2 separate regions of the Rattus norvegicus genome follow, and region 2 is linked to region 1. The links are chromatin contacts, called in public Hi-C maps. All regions are on one chromosome and are shown on one strand. The core of a region is the stretch at or near the end of the contact, and the rest is flanking DNA. Distances in the headings are between cores, read along the strand shown.

Region 1 (7,045 bases), core at 1,527-4,026:
GGTGAACCACAATTCCTGAGTCTCTAAATTTCCCTTGGGGTATCTCCCCCTCCCCCTGCTTCTCTCCACCCCATGACTGGTACAAACAATGATTCAGCTTCTCACCAGGTGACCCAGATTCCCGATGGACCAGGCCCCACACAGCCCAGCCGCAACCAAAGCCAGCCTGTCAACACCTGTAGGGAGCTAGGCACCCGACATTCCTCCCCAGAGCTGTGGGGCTGCTTGGGGTTTAGAGACAGGTAAGAGGGTGGGGGTGGACTTCCTACTTTCTGATCCCTAGGTGGTCCTTTTAGTGGAGAACCTCTCTGCTTAGGCGTTTGGGTGGGAAGCAAGATCATGACGTTTTTATACAAGCATACTTTGTGTGTGTGTGTGTGTGTGTGTGTGTGTGTGTGTGTGTGTGTGTGTGTTCGCGCGTGCGGGTCCCATCACAGATAGTTGCGTTCTGTTTGCAAAAAAACCCTTAAAGGACCCTATTCTTTTTTTTTTTTTTTTTTTTTTTTTTTTTTTGGTTCTTTTTTTCGGAGCTGGGGACCGAACCCAGGGCCTTGCGCTTCCTAGGCAAGCGCTCTACCACTGAGCCAAATCCCCAGCCCCAAAGGACCCTATTCTTTATGTGAGTATTTCCTGGAATGTCACACGTAAATCCTACACGCACATACTTCATACTTCGCTTGGGAGAGAGGCGACAGGGGCTCCTACGTCCTATAACGTTGCTGAGGGTCTTGGGAGCTAGGAGTTCTGGGGTGTAGGGGAGGGCATGTCTCTGTGACAGACATACACAGTTGCGTAAGTTCACAAAGATGCACACTGCACCTTTCTATGCTCACTCGCTACTGTAACCCTTTCTTTCAAAGCTGAGACTCAGCCACTCATAGCGCAGGCAGGAGTCCCTACAATGGGCTGCGGGGCAAGGGCTGGGGGTGGGGGTGTTTAACCGGCCAGCCAGGCTCAGAGGTACCTAGGGAATCCCCAGGTCCCTCATGCTCCCATCTCCCTCCAGAGACCCTGGAGCGTTCAGTACTAACCTGTGTTTGTGTGAGGCCCAGCTGTGCAGCTAGCTCGGCGCGCTCAGGCAAGGCCAGATACTGGGCTTTCTGGAAACGGCGCTGCAGGGCAGCCAGCTGATAGCTGGAGTAGATCGTTCGCGGCTTTCGGACCTTCTTGGGCTTGCCGTTCACCATGCGTACCTCGGCTTCCGGCTCCTCTTTCACCGACACTGTAAGGGGAAAACACCAGTTTAGTCTCAGCCTGCGACCCCCGTGTTTTCCATGAGTTCCCACCGAGGCCGCACCCTCCGGCCCACTGATCTCCCCGAGACTTCTTGGAGGAGCGTTGTGCCGCCCGCGCCCAGGGAGGGAACCGCAGCGACCCAGCCGGACCGGCGGCCGCCCACGACGCGGCGCTCCCAGCTCGGCACCCGGGGCCCCCGAAGCGCCGGCCCCGGCGCCAGCAACCGACTGGGCGAGGACCGCGCAGCTCGCTCCAGACGCCTTCCCGGCTCAGCCACTCTTCTTTAGTGACCCACCTAACCGCGGTGGCGTCTCCCACTCCTGGTCCCCACTCCCCATCCCCTTTTAATAAACTTCCTAGTTCAGGTTAATTTGTTTCAAGGGCAGTACCATTGTTTTCTCAGTCTCTTTCCTTTCTCTCTGTTTTCTTTTCCTTCCCTCTCCTTCCTTTCCTCCGTTCTCTTCTTTTTCTTACTTCCCTCTCTCCCTTTTCCTTTCCTCTGTTGCTTTCTGCTGTGCTTTTTCTCATCCCACCCCATTTCTTTCTCACTGTCCCCACTTCTCTCTCCACATCTCTACTTCTCAGTCTTTCCTTCCTCCACTTCTGGGACTTCTTTGGGTCTTTCTCCACGTGCCTTTCACTACTACGGGTTTCCCGGGACGGGCGTCCAGAAGAAGGGCCCTGGAACCTCCAGCCCTCGCTGCCCCCGCTCAAGCCCTTGGCGACCCTCTTGGGTTACCGGCTCTAATGCCAGAGGGATCGCGACACTGAAGGTTCCCTTGATCAACCAGAGAGCACTCCCGATGGCCCCGGCTGCCCCGGAATCTCCAGGAGACCGCAGCGCACAGTTCGAGTCTCTTCCGAGTGTGGTTCGCCCCTCTGGAAGTCATCTAACCGGGTCTCCTCTAATCTTCAACTCTTCCATTTCTTAACCTTGAGGTGCCCTAGGTTTCAGCATCCATTGCCAGACATCCTCTCGCTTGGGAACCTTATAATCCCTCGCACCCTCTCCACAACCCGGTTTCCTCACCTGGGTCCTGGGCAGGCAAAGGCTGCTCCCGGTACGCTCCATACTGTCGGTAGGATCCCCCGTAGGTATATTCCGACTTGGGCGAGTAAGCGCCGGTGCCTGCGAGCCCATTGAGATTGAACTGGTGGTGGTAGGTATAGGGGTTCACCGTCTGGCCGTAGGGCTGGCCCGAGTAGTAGTCATGTTGGGGAGCGCTGTAATAGCCCAGGTCAGTGACCGAAGACTCGGGCAGGGTGGGCGAGTCCTTGGAGCCCGCATGGCAGCTAAGCGAGCTGGAGATGTCGGTGAGGATGCTGCTGAGCTTGCGATCGAAGGAGCCGCTCATGCTGGCGAGCGCCGCAACACCCCCGGGCTTCCTCCGAGGAGCGCCGAACGGACGGAGGAGCCCAGGTGGGGTGTGTGTCCAGAGGGCGAGGGCAGGACGCGGTCGCGTCGGGGGTGGGGGTGGCCAAGGGGCGCCTAGACCATCGCCGGTCGTCGGTCAGTAGCTGCGTGCCTCTCTCAGCGTCCCAAGCCACAGTCAAATGCTGCCAGCTCCGCCCGGCCAGCCGGTTATAGACTCAATGTTGGAGTCTCCGAGGGAGGCTCCTGAGCGCTGATTGGCTGTAAGTCTTGCCTTCGAGGCAAAACATGCTCGCGCTTTCTCACTGGCTCCCCCAACCCTCTCAACCCTCTTTGTTGTTACCCCTAATGCACACACACACACACACACACACACACACACACACACACACACACACACACACACACACCACCGCCAGCACCACTATGTTCCTCCTATGCTCCACCTCAGATAAATTTTCCGAGTGTGTGGAGTGGCTGGCTGTGCAGAGCCCCCAGGATCTACTAGTCTGTCTGTTTTAGTGGCCAGGGGTGGGCTTAGGTGAGATGAGGAAGGAGGGGAATTTATCCATTGGGTGTTTATGGAAGGAGGTGGTCCTTGGTGATGTCTGTGTGTTGTATGCAAATGACAAAGTGGCAAGGACCCAGGGTCCAGGAAAATAATTTCGATCGCCCTTAAAGTTCGAAGGGGGAAAAAAGAAAAAAAAAAAAAAAAAAAGAAGACGAAAAAAAGGAATGTCCATGTTTTAAAAATGTTGGACTATATTAATATATTATCTTCATGACACTGCAGGTATGAAATGTAAGTTTAAAAATTATGAAGGAGGTTGGGGATTTAGCTCAGTGGTAGAGCGCTTGCCTAGCAAGCACAAGGCCCTGGGTTCAGTCCCCAGCTCCGAAAAAAAGAAAAAAAAATTATGAAGGAAGAATCTGACCAAGCAGAAGCACCTTGGGCCTGCAAGTCATTCGTCGGGCGTGGGAGCATCCTACCGGAGTAAAGCTGTATGGATTTAGGGGCTGCTTTAGAAGACGGAGATACCCCCAATTGTATGTGTTCCCCAACTGTATGTGTGCCATTTCAGAGGGACCAGGTTAAATGGCAAGAGCCATGAGTTGTCCCCTATGAGGCTGGCTTTTTGAGGCAGGCTCCCCTCAGTATGGGACAGCACTTGAGAGCACAGACGTTGTTAGGGGTTAAAGATGTATGTTACATCTTCCACAAAATGCAGACGGTCCACAGTGTGCCCACAAGTGAGGTCCACAAGAGTGCCCGTGAGAAAGTGTGCAAGTGTGTGTGTGTGTGGGGGGGTGAGGCAGTGGAAGTGTAGGGTTGTGAACGACTGACCAGACAGCTATGTGTACCCAAATGTGCACAGATGGATGCTCAGACCCGTCTGTCTCCAACAGATAGGAGCCAGGTACTTCATTCAATGTCTTCTGTCCATGAACGCCCTGATGAAGAGGCTTCTCATCCTGGAGCGATCTTCAACCCTCCTGTCTGTCTGGCTCTCTAAGTCCAGTTCCCAGGTAATTATATTTGCTGTTCCGGATGCCAATCATATTTCTCTATAGCACCCCCGTTTCTACTCCCAAATCTATCCGTGGAGGAAGGAGCCTTCTCCCAATTTCAGTTCCTATTACCCCCTCCATCCTCAGGCCTTCCTTACACATCTCGAACTTTGTATCTCCTTGCTTTGCCTAGCCAGGACACACAGTGCCAGCGCGCCACCTCGTGGTTGTTCCAAGGTTCTGCAATCTGCCTTAAGGCTGTCTTAAGGAGCTAGCAGGCAGAGAGGAAAGGGGTCTCATTCGGCTTAGAGTGTTGAGGGGGCGCGGTGAGATGTTTCAACGTTAGATCCAGCCACAGGATGCTAAGCCCGAAAAAACTTGGGCTTGGCGAGCTAGCAGGACCTGGTCCGGGAGCAGGGACAGGAATAGGTGACCGCCTGGCCTGGGCCGCCCCGGGAGGCCGCCGCGTGGGAAAGGTGGGGGCGGGGGCGGGAGAGGGGAGCGCTATCTGTCTGTCTATCTGAGCGTCCCCCCAGCTCCTATCGCCCGCCGCTGCGAGCTCGTGGCGGGACGAGTTGCCACCCGCTCTGGATGCCCTCTGTTCTTTTGCCAAGAGGGCGCCCAAGGAGCCCGGGGCGTTGGGGGCAGGAAGGGCACTGGGCTGCCGGTTCCCCTCCCAGGATGCAAGCGGGGGCGGCGGGGAGGGCCTGTTTTGGAGCCCCCAGCTGCCCACAGGGAAGGGACAGCGTCGGGCAAACTGTCTCGAGAGTTCGTTCATTCATTCATCTGGAGTGACAGGTGATTCGGAGATGCCCCAGTCTCCCCTCACCCCATCTGGGCCTGGCCGAGAGTGCGCACAGGAGCCTTGGGGTGGTAGTGAGTTATTTTAGGGTAATTTCCAAGGTCTGTTGTGCTCTAGAAACAGACTGAAATCACAACGGTAGCGTCAAGAAGCATTTAAGGCTGGGCGTGGCAGCGTATGCCTTTAACCCCAGCACTAGGGAGGCAGAGGCAAATGGATCTCTGTGTGTTCAAGGCCAGCCTGGTCTACAGAGCTAGTTCTAGGATAGCCAGGGCTACACAGAGAAACCCTGTTGAGGGGGGGAGAAGGAAGGAGGAGGAGGAGGAGGAGGAGGAGGAGGAGGAGGAGGAGGAGGAGGAGGAGGAGGAGAATTACTTAAAAACGGTTTGTGTGGTTAACACCTTGTCCCTGTTGCAGTGTGCTGGGGAATGCCTACCTCATTCACCATAATCCTTCAGATACATAAGATAGTCTTTGGGAAATGTTTGTTGAGTGACTAAATGAGAGGAGCTGGATCCCTTTGGTACTGTTCTAACAGAGGCCAGACTGAGGCTGAGGCATGGTTGATGGAAGGTCTGAAGCAGGCACAGAACTCATTCTCAATGGAATTGAGTTTGGAGTTGTTCCTGAGGGGTCCCTATGATCAGCAGGAAGGGAGCCACCAACAGCTGTGTGGTAGCTGGGCGGAAAGGCAGCCAGAAGATGCAGTAGGACTGGTGTCACCCACTGGACTTCATCTGGTCCAGCAAGATGAGCAAGTGTCAGCTAGCCAGAGTCCTGCTCCTGAAGGAGGGGTGAAACAAGGCGGCTGGTGACAGGTGACAGACCTCTAGGAGACCGACAGGAGTGAAGGGCGCTGGTTGGTGTCCAGGTCAAGGTCTACTGCACACACTGTCTCTGACATGGAGAAGAGGTGCCTGCTATGGTCCCGTTTCTTGGAGACCAGGTATCAGGCCAATTGGACACTACGAACCAGCAGAGGGATGACGAACCAGCAGAGGGATGACGTTCAGGAAAAGGATGGACCCTGGTGTGTAGGCAGGCTTGCTTTCTTCCTTGCCTGGGGACCTGGCGCCATCTAGTGGTCATAAGCAGGTAGTGTCTGAACCTCCGGAAAGCTGGAAATCAGCCTTCTGCAGCAACAGGACAAAGGTCCCCATAACTCTGTCTTGGATTACTCTCTGGTTTCCAGCTCCTTCTCTGTCTCCCATCTTTGTTTGGTCAATGACGCCTGTCTTTGGGTTTCTTGCTTTCAAGTCAGGGAGCAATTTTCACACCTTTCCAGAGTCTCATCCAGGTATAGTGTTTGTAGAGCTTCTACAGTGCGTCCACGTCTTGGGTGCCGATGAGCTGACATTCAAGTCAGACCTGATGTCCTCTTCATAGGGCCCAACTTGCATCCTGGGATGTGGGCACTCTGGGAACTGGTTGGTGTGGTGGGTGATGGGGTGAGGGTTGTATGGGCTGGCGTGGTAGAGAGGCAGGAGGGCATTGGAAGCAAGAACTGAAGAGGTGTGGGGTTTGGTCTATGAAAACAGGGATAGCAAGAAAGAGTGGTTTCCAGATGCTGGAAAAGGCTGTGCAAAGTCTTGGGGGAGCTGCCTAGAATTTAGTATGTGGGTGTCAGTGGCAGGGAGGCCCTAAAAGTGAGGGAGGGGCTCAGAAATCAGTCCTGGGAGTGGAATATCAGGACTATGTACTGTATTCATAGGCTGCAGAGAACCATTAAAAAGTTTTAATGGCTCAGTGGTTAAGAGCACTGACTGCTCTTCTAGGGGTTCCGAGTTCAATTCCCAGATGGCTCACAACCATCTGAAATGGGATCCGATGTCCTCTTCTGGTGTGTCTGAAGACAGCTACAGTGTGCTCACATAAATAAAATAAATCTTAAAAAAAAAAAAAAAGCCCAAACACAATTTTTTTTTAAAAAAGACTCACTTACATTATGTTATGTATCTGGGCATTTTTGCCTGCATGTATGTCTGGAACCCAAAAAAGGTCAAAGAGGTCATTTGATCCCCTGGGACCAGAGATAAGGATGGTTGTGAGCTACCATGTGGGTGCCAGGAACTGAGCCCTGGTCCTCTGCAGGAGCAAGGGATGCTGAGCCATCCCTTTTAACCTTA
Region 2 (6,899 bases), core at 4,139-6,638, 260 kb before region 1:
GCTTGGCATGCGTCTTTCTCAAACTCTTACCTAGTTACAGAAACCAACTTGATTTTCCAAGAAAGGCTTCAAAGTTAATGATGTTCTTCTGCCAAAGTGGTTGATGTTGGGTATGTTTGGTTTCTGGCTATGATCTCAAGAGGTTGGAAAGCTGAGAGTTCTAGGTTAGCCTGAACTAGAGTGAGAAAATACCTCAGAAAACAAAAGTAAAAATCATATCTATTGGGGGGTTGGGGATTTAGCTCAGTGGTAGAGCGCTTGCCTAGCAAGCACAAGGCCCTGGGTTCGGTCCTCAGCTCCGAGAAAAAAAAATCATATCTATTGGGCTGGAGAGATAGCTCAGTGGTTAAGAGCATTGGCTGTTCTTCCAGACGTTGTGAGTTCAAATCCCAGCAACCACATGGTGACTCACAACCATCTGTTATGGGATCCAATGCCCTCTTCTGGTGTGTCTGAAGACAGTGTATATAAAAGAAATAAATCTTTAAAAACAAAACAAAACCAACAATAAAAAAGTGATCAAATGCAGAATGCAGACATCCTTAGATGTCGCAGACACACTGACCCATAGGTCTGCAGCTCAAGGAAGCTCCTGGAATTGGTCACCTCTAGCCACCAATAGCCTTCCCCATTAACCCCAGTGTGCTACCTGACTTGAGAAAGTCAGGAATCACTGACTCTAAAGCAAAGGCCTTCATCTGGGAACTCCATTCAGTGTACTTATAAGTCAGCAAGCACTGTGCTTACGTCACATTTGCCTCAGGAGAAAGACTGTTCCTAGGTATCTCTGTGCGTTTCACTGTGTCTTCTCAACATCTGGAGCATGTCTACCCTACAGTGTTAGTGACGGGGAGAGGAGAGATCCTGCCATCACTGGTCTTTCCAGGACAGTCTCTCAGGCATTGGACAATAGGGCGTTGGAATCAAGTCAGGCCCTTGGCCTTGCATGAGGTTAACAACTGGAAGCCAAGCTAGGGATAACTGGGTAGAAGCAGTCTGCCCTCTGGTGATCTGTGCACAGAACAGCAGAATGGCTCCTTACCAGCACCGAGCAAGACCGTGGACCAAAGGTTGATGTTCAACATCATGTGATTGGAACCTGTTTGGTAATGAGCCCGCATATGGTCCTGGGAAACACCTGTCAGTCCATCCAGGGTCAGAGACAAGAGCTGGGAAAGGAAAAAGAGCAGTTGGCAGTGAGCTGGCCAGCAGGGTACCTCCCTAACCCAGGACACAAGACCCTCCCCTCAGGCACTTAAAAAGTTGCTACCTAAAGACAGAGTCCTCAGAACTATAGCTGCCTACAGTCAGGTGTAGGGGTAGAGAGACCAGCCTTTTTCTTGGCAGGCTCCGGACTGAAAGACTAATGGTATCACAGTGGGGCTATAATCAGAGTAGAGCAGGAAGCCCACCAGTTCTCAATGTCAAAGCCTATAAGCTGGTGCAGAAGGACTGAACCAGGGAGTAGGCTGGCTTTCTGGCTTGGTAAGAACTGGACAGTAGTGGCACATGCCTTTAATCCCTCACTTGGGAAGCAGAGGCAGGTGGATCTCTATAAATTTGAGGCCAGTCAGGACTACAGAACAAGTTCCAGAATAGCCAGGGATACTCAGAGAAACCCTGTCTGAAAATGAGAGAGAGAGACAGAGAGTAGGTGGGAGGGTGGGAGGGAGAAAGGGAGGGAGGGAAGGAGGGAAGAGGGCGAAGAGAGATAGACAGAGGGAGACAGACACATGGACAGAGGGAAGGAGGAAGGAAGGGAGGGAGGGAGGGAGGGAAGAAAAAAAGGGAGGGAAGGTGGGAAGGAGGGATGGACAGACAGACGGAAGAAGGGAGGGAGAAAGGACACTATGCTCCTGAGTCTAGGATCAGACTGCCTGGCCTGGAATCCTGACTGCCACTTAAGTGTGTGTCAGTGGTCAAGTGAGTGGTCTCCTTAGTTTGCTCACTTATAAAATGGAGAGAACACTGCTGGTGTTAGGAGGCTGGTATAAGAGTTAATCAACAACAATGTGAAGCCCTTGAACAGGGCCTAACATAAACGATTGATCCCATTCATTCAAGTCTGGCTTCTGTTGCCTGGAAACCCAGGGAAGCACACTCCAACATTCTTTCCTCCTCTGCTCTTGGGTATCTCTGAGCTCACACGGGTAGCTAGGCACAGTCCTTAGAGCACTCCTCTCCAGGAGAGCTTCCTTAGCTATGGCTAAATATTTCAGGCTTCTTGTTATGGCCATAGCAGAGCCAGGGACCTGAGTCAGGCTTTCCGCCTGCCTTGTTGGGGCTGTCCTTGGTGGAATCTGCTGAAAAGACTGTGTCACAACAGGACTGCGTACCAGAAGGAGCTCTCCAAAGCCGACCGTGTGCTCTTCTATCCCAACCACCTTCTTGGGCTTATACATGAAAAGAGCCACGCCAGCCACAATTAGCAACACACACAGGTACTTGGCCAATGGGTACTTCTTCTTCAAGAGGGTCACTCCGAGGAGCATAACTATAGAAAAACAAACGACAGTAAAAACTCAAGGCCCCATTGGTGTCAGTGACCCCAACATCCTCCTCCTGAGAGCCACATCAAGACTGAAGGAGAAACATTTGAGAAAGAAGCCTTCCAGAGGGCGAGGTGGGAGGGGTGTCACGCTGGCCCCTAGATAAAGATGATTGAGCAACAGGGCTTGAGTAGTAGCTAGGTGGAGAAAAGAGAGGACAAAAGTCAAAGGTCCATGAAGGACCTGGGAAGGGTGGAGAGCCAGGAGGGGAAGACCAGACACTGAAAGGAAGAGATCAATCAGATTGCTGGCCCGAATGGGATTCCAGGTGTGTGGTGACAATGTAAACAGGGGACACTACAGTAACTGAGGACACAGAGTAGGCAAGGTTAGCCTCTGGTTCCCACTTGGCCTGTGCATAACACAGGAAGCAACACCGGTGACAGGAAAGACACTAGAGAGACCTACAATGGGATGATGACACCCAGAGCCACTCGGAAAGAGAGGAAGACAGAGTTCACTGTCTCTGCTTACCTGGGATTGGCTTGCAGGATTTACCAAGGACCTGAAATAAAAGTGAGCAAATAATTCCTAAGCCTCTGTGGTGTGCCAGGAAGTACATCAGTTGCTGCGTTAAGAGGCATTAGCACTGGACCTGAACCCCACAGGTTGGCCTCAGGAGGCAGCCCTTTTATGGCCAAACCCAAACCTGTGCCCCAACTCTATGTCCTAAACTCTACACTCTTTCTCAAGCATAAACTCTTTGAATGTTTCTTCCTTCCTTTTTTTGTTTTTTGTTTTTTTTTTTTTATTTTGAACATAGTTTCAAATTTTGTTTTAAACATAGTTTCAAGTTTTGTTTTGTTTTGAATATAGTTTCCAGTTTTGTTTTGAACATAGTTTCAAGAAGCCCAGCCTGGCTTTGAACCGGATACACTGCTACAGTTGAACATGATCTTGAACCTCTTGATTGTGATCCTCCAGCCTCTACCTCCCGAGTGCAAGGACTGCAGGCAAGTGGCACCAAGCCTGACCCATGCAGTGTTGGGGATGGAACACTGGTCTTCACCCATGCTAAGCCAGCTCTACCGAGTTAGATCCCTAGCCTTGTGGGATTGCTTCCATTTATTTAAATCACAGACCTGAGGGGAGGTGAGGGATGATCCCCCTTAGTCCTGTCCACACAATTTCTGAGCCAACTCTCATCTCACCCTGAGATTTCACCTGAGTTGGATAGTTGACAAACTGTAGTGCTGAGTTGCTGGAGACCATGGCGCCCACATAGGAGACAGAGCAGGCAGCATAGAGCCAGGTCCGAGTGCGATCCACCCTGGCAGTGTCAAAAAACTGGATCACTGGGAGAAGACAAAAAATAAAACAAAAACAAACAAAACATACAAGAGAAACCCGGTGGGGCAAGGATGGACCACTAAGCAAAGAGTTGAGGCCATGTGAAAGAAACTTGCCTGTCAAGAAAGACAGCTATTTCTATCCTCTTAAGCTGGGAAATCTGAAAATTATTCATCTCCCCAGTTCCCCTTAAGCCTAACATGACCACATGCAGAGTGGTGGTAGGGATTCATTGAGTTCAAGAAAGGATGGCTTAACTCTGCTGATAGGAACAAAGACGTGTTTGAAGCTGACACACAAGGCAAAGTCAAAGGGATAAAGGGGAAAATGTTCTAAGTGTTTTCAATGGGAATTTGGAATATAGAGGGCCCAGTCATTTCTAACTCAAAAGTAGGTATAATTTAGAGGCCTAATATTTTAATCTCATTTCACAGCCATTGGTTTTACAGACCGCAGAGAAGCTGTTTAAATACTCAAGGGTATGGAGGTAGGGAAAAACTTTGATTTTTAAAGATGAATCCACATCTATGCCCAGAATATGGGAGAAAGGAGAGTGCGCCCAACAAATTACTATGAGGTACTCACAGATCTTGGCAAACATAGCATTGATCACACACTGGATGAAAACCAAAGTTAAGGCAAAGGTGAATGTCTCCTGTTTGGGTCCTTCTCCATACTTTCCTCTTGTTCTGTGATGAAACACATAAAAAACGAGGGGAGAAATCATTATGTGTCACTCAGTGTCATCAAGTATGCTCGGAGCCACTGAGAGCTTTGGAAGTATCATGCTTTTGTAGATGTAGTTAGAGTTAGTAAGCTTTCCGAGTGTATTTACCCACAGAGGCAGATTTGACTTAAGCCTAAAAACTAGATACCAGCCTACTGATACCATAGCCTGAGGAAAGAATAACCATAATGGACAAAGGTAGGGGCAACTAGGAAAGTCAGACAGCGGAACAAAAGTATCCCCTGTAGAAAAATAAAGCAAGACCGAAGGCAAGAAGATTAACCGTGTGCAACACCTCAGGGCTAAAAAAAAAAAAAAAAAAAAAAAAAAAGGACCTGGCTCAGGCCATGGAACGCTCTTGGAATCAACAAAAGTAAAAATATCTAAAGGAAGAAAAGAATCGTGTCCCAAAACTCCTGAGGCCGGCCCTGGTATTTTAGAATTACAAGGATGCTCAGCTAGCAATGCATAATAGCAGGGTGCAAAAAAAGGTCAGAGGGCCGAGCCGGAGAAGAGGAAAACCTGTACCAGACACAGGAAGCCCGAGGATTAGACTGTAAAATGGACGGTGGGGACTGGATTCCAGCCCTGGCTGGGGGATGTTAGCAGTCCTGCCCCCTCAAGGGTCTGCTCACATCTTCTCCTGCAGGATCCCATAGTAGAAGTAGCAGACAAAGACACCCAAGAAGCAGAGTGGTAGGCGCAGCCTGTCGGGCACCAGGGATCTGCTAGCGGCCATGAGACGCAGGGACGAGTCGGCCGGAGATCCGTTCAGAACAGGTAGCGGTACCGGCGGCGAAGGCGAAAGCTCCAGGCGGACATCGCCGGCCGGCGGCAGGGACCTCATAGGAGCTGCGTGCGACCGCCGGCTCGTAGGCCGGAGCAGCCAACTCCAGATATGCCAGCTCAGAGCTTCCGAGAAGGAAATGCCTCCCGCCCCAGAAGGAGCGTTCTAGGAAAGAAGGCAGGCTTTAAAACCATTACGCCATTCCTGGTGGCCAGGAAAGTCGGCCATATCGAGGTTAATGTCTCATCTTTTAGATTTTTCCGATCAGGCAACGCCTAGGACACCTACAACCCGGAGCTCGGCGGGGAGGCCTAGGAGTTTACGCGGCGTATAGTGATGACGTACAAGTATGTGGATGTTATCAATTGGCTACGAGGAGTGAAAATAGACAGCTGGGCGGAGAAAGAGGCGGTGAGGTCTAGGGGAGTGAATCAAAGTCTTTTTTGCAGTTGGCTGTCAGGCCGCGGCTGGGTCCTAACGCCAAGAACGCTTCATAGAGCCGTAGCGCCCTCTAGCCGCTGGCCAGCGTCAGCGACTCCAACCCTGTCTACCCTACATTCAAGACCTGGCTGAGATGTACAGGTTCTCTTCTTAGGACACATTACTAAGTTTTCATGGCAGGGAGCCACTGGTCAGGCTCCGTGATAGATCAGGGCTCTTATCACTTAGGGGCAGCACAGTACGTGTTGCTTAAATTCCGAGCTACGGATTTCTCACTCTGTAAACGTAGTAATTAATAATAACCACCCTGTCACTGATTGAATGTTCTGAAGATTAAATGAGCTAAGGTTTGCCAAACTGTTTTATAAACTGTAAAGTGCGCTGTGCAACTTTAAAGTATTATTAGTCATCACATTTTCTCAACTCTAATCGTATTTCCTCACCTCTTCGGGGTGAAAAATCCAAGTTTATTGAAATGCCTTAAAAAAAAAAAAGACATGATCTCGTGTAGCTCAGGCTGTCCTTGAATCTATATAGGAGAATGACGTTGAACTCACAATTCTTTTCGCTCCACCTCCCTTCCAAGTACTTTTTTTTTCTTTTTTCTTTTTTCTTTTTTTCGGAGCTGGGGACCGAACCCAGGGCCTTGCACTTGCTAGGCAAGTGCTCTACCACTGAGCTAAATCCCCAACCCCTCCCTTCCAAGGACTTAAGTAAACTTTAAGACCTTGCAACTATCCAATGAAGTAACCCCTCACAATACACCTCTGCCTATTAGTGGTCTCATCCATGAACTTCTCACTGATTAAACAGTTGGGTCTCCACCTGCTTCCCTAGAATTGTAAAAGGGAGACTAACACCAGGTCACCAAGTCCTCCATCTAAAACTGTCCAAATTTTCAGGCAGTCTTGGGTCTTGGGGTTGCTTTTCTCTTCTAGCAGCTTTGCTCCTTTGGCACAGCTTCAGGCAAAGGAAGGAAAAGCAGGCAGCACCACACCCATCACTGGGGACCTGACTCACTAAGGCTTTGGGGACAAGCCAGACATCTTTCAGGGCTAGGAGGACTAAGAAAAAATAGGGTCTGTCCCTTGCCTAGTGTCACCTT

Evidence for each region. A called contact is a pair of places that touch in the nucleus more often than the background predicts.
Region 2: a Hi-C map of Schwann cells shows a contact between it and region 1, with 6 times the contacts expected there. The contact joins the promoter of Slc35b1 here to the promoter of Dlx3 in region 1. A contact is called at or near these places in 7 of 12 Hi-C or Micro-C datasets (the A7r5 cell line, the Rat2 cell line, Schwann cells and 4 more).

Annotation. Positions count from the first base shown.
Region 1 is chr10:80,557,066-80,564,110 of GRCr8, reverse strand. Dlx3 (distal-less homeobox 3) reads right to left here and starts at 2,776. Exons shown (of 3, transcript NM_001105832.1): 1 at 2,267-2,776; 2 at 1,032-1,222. The coding sequence starts at 2,591.
Region 2 is chr10:80,823,461-80,830,359 of GRCr8, reverse strand. Slc35b1 (solute carrier family 35, member B1) reads right to left here and starts at 5,388. Exons shown (of 9, transcript NM_199081.1): 1 at 5,202-5,388; 2 at 4,425-4,528; 3 at 3,714-3,844; 4 at 3,024-3,054; 5 at 2,337-2,494; 6 at 1,043-1,169. The coding sequence starts at 5,305.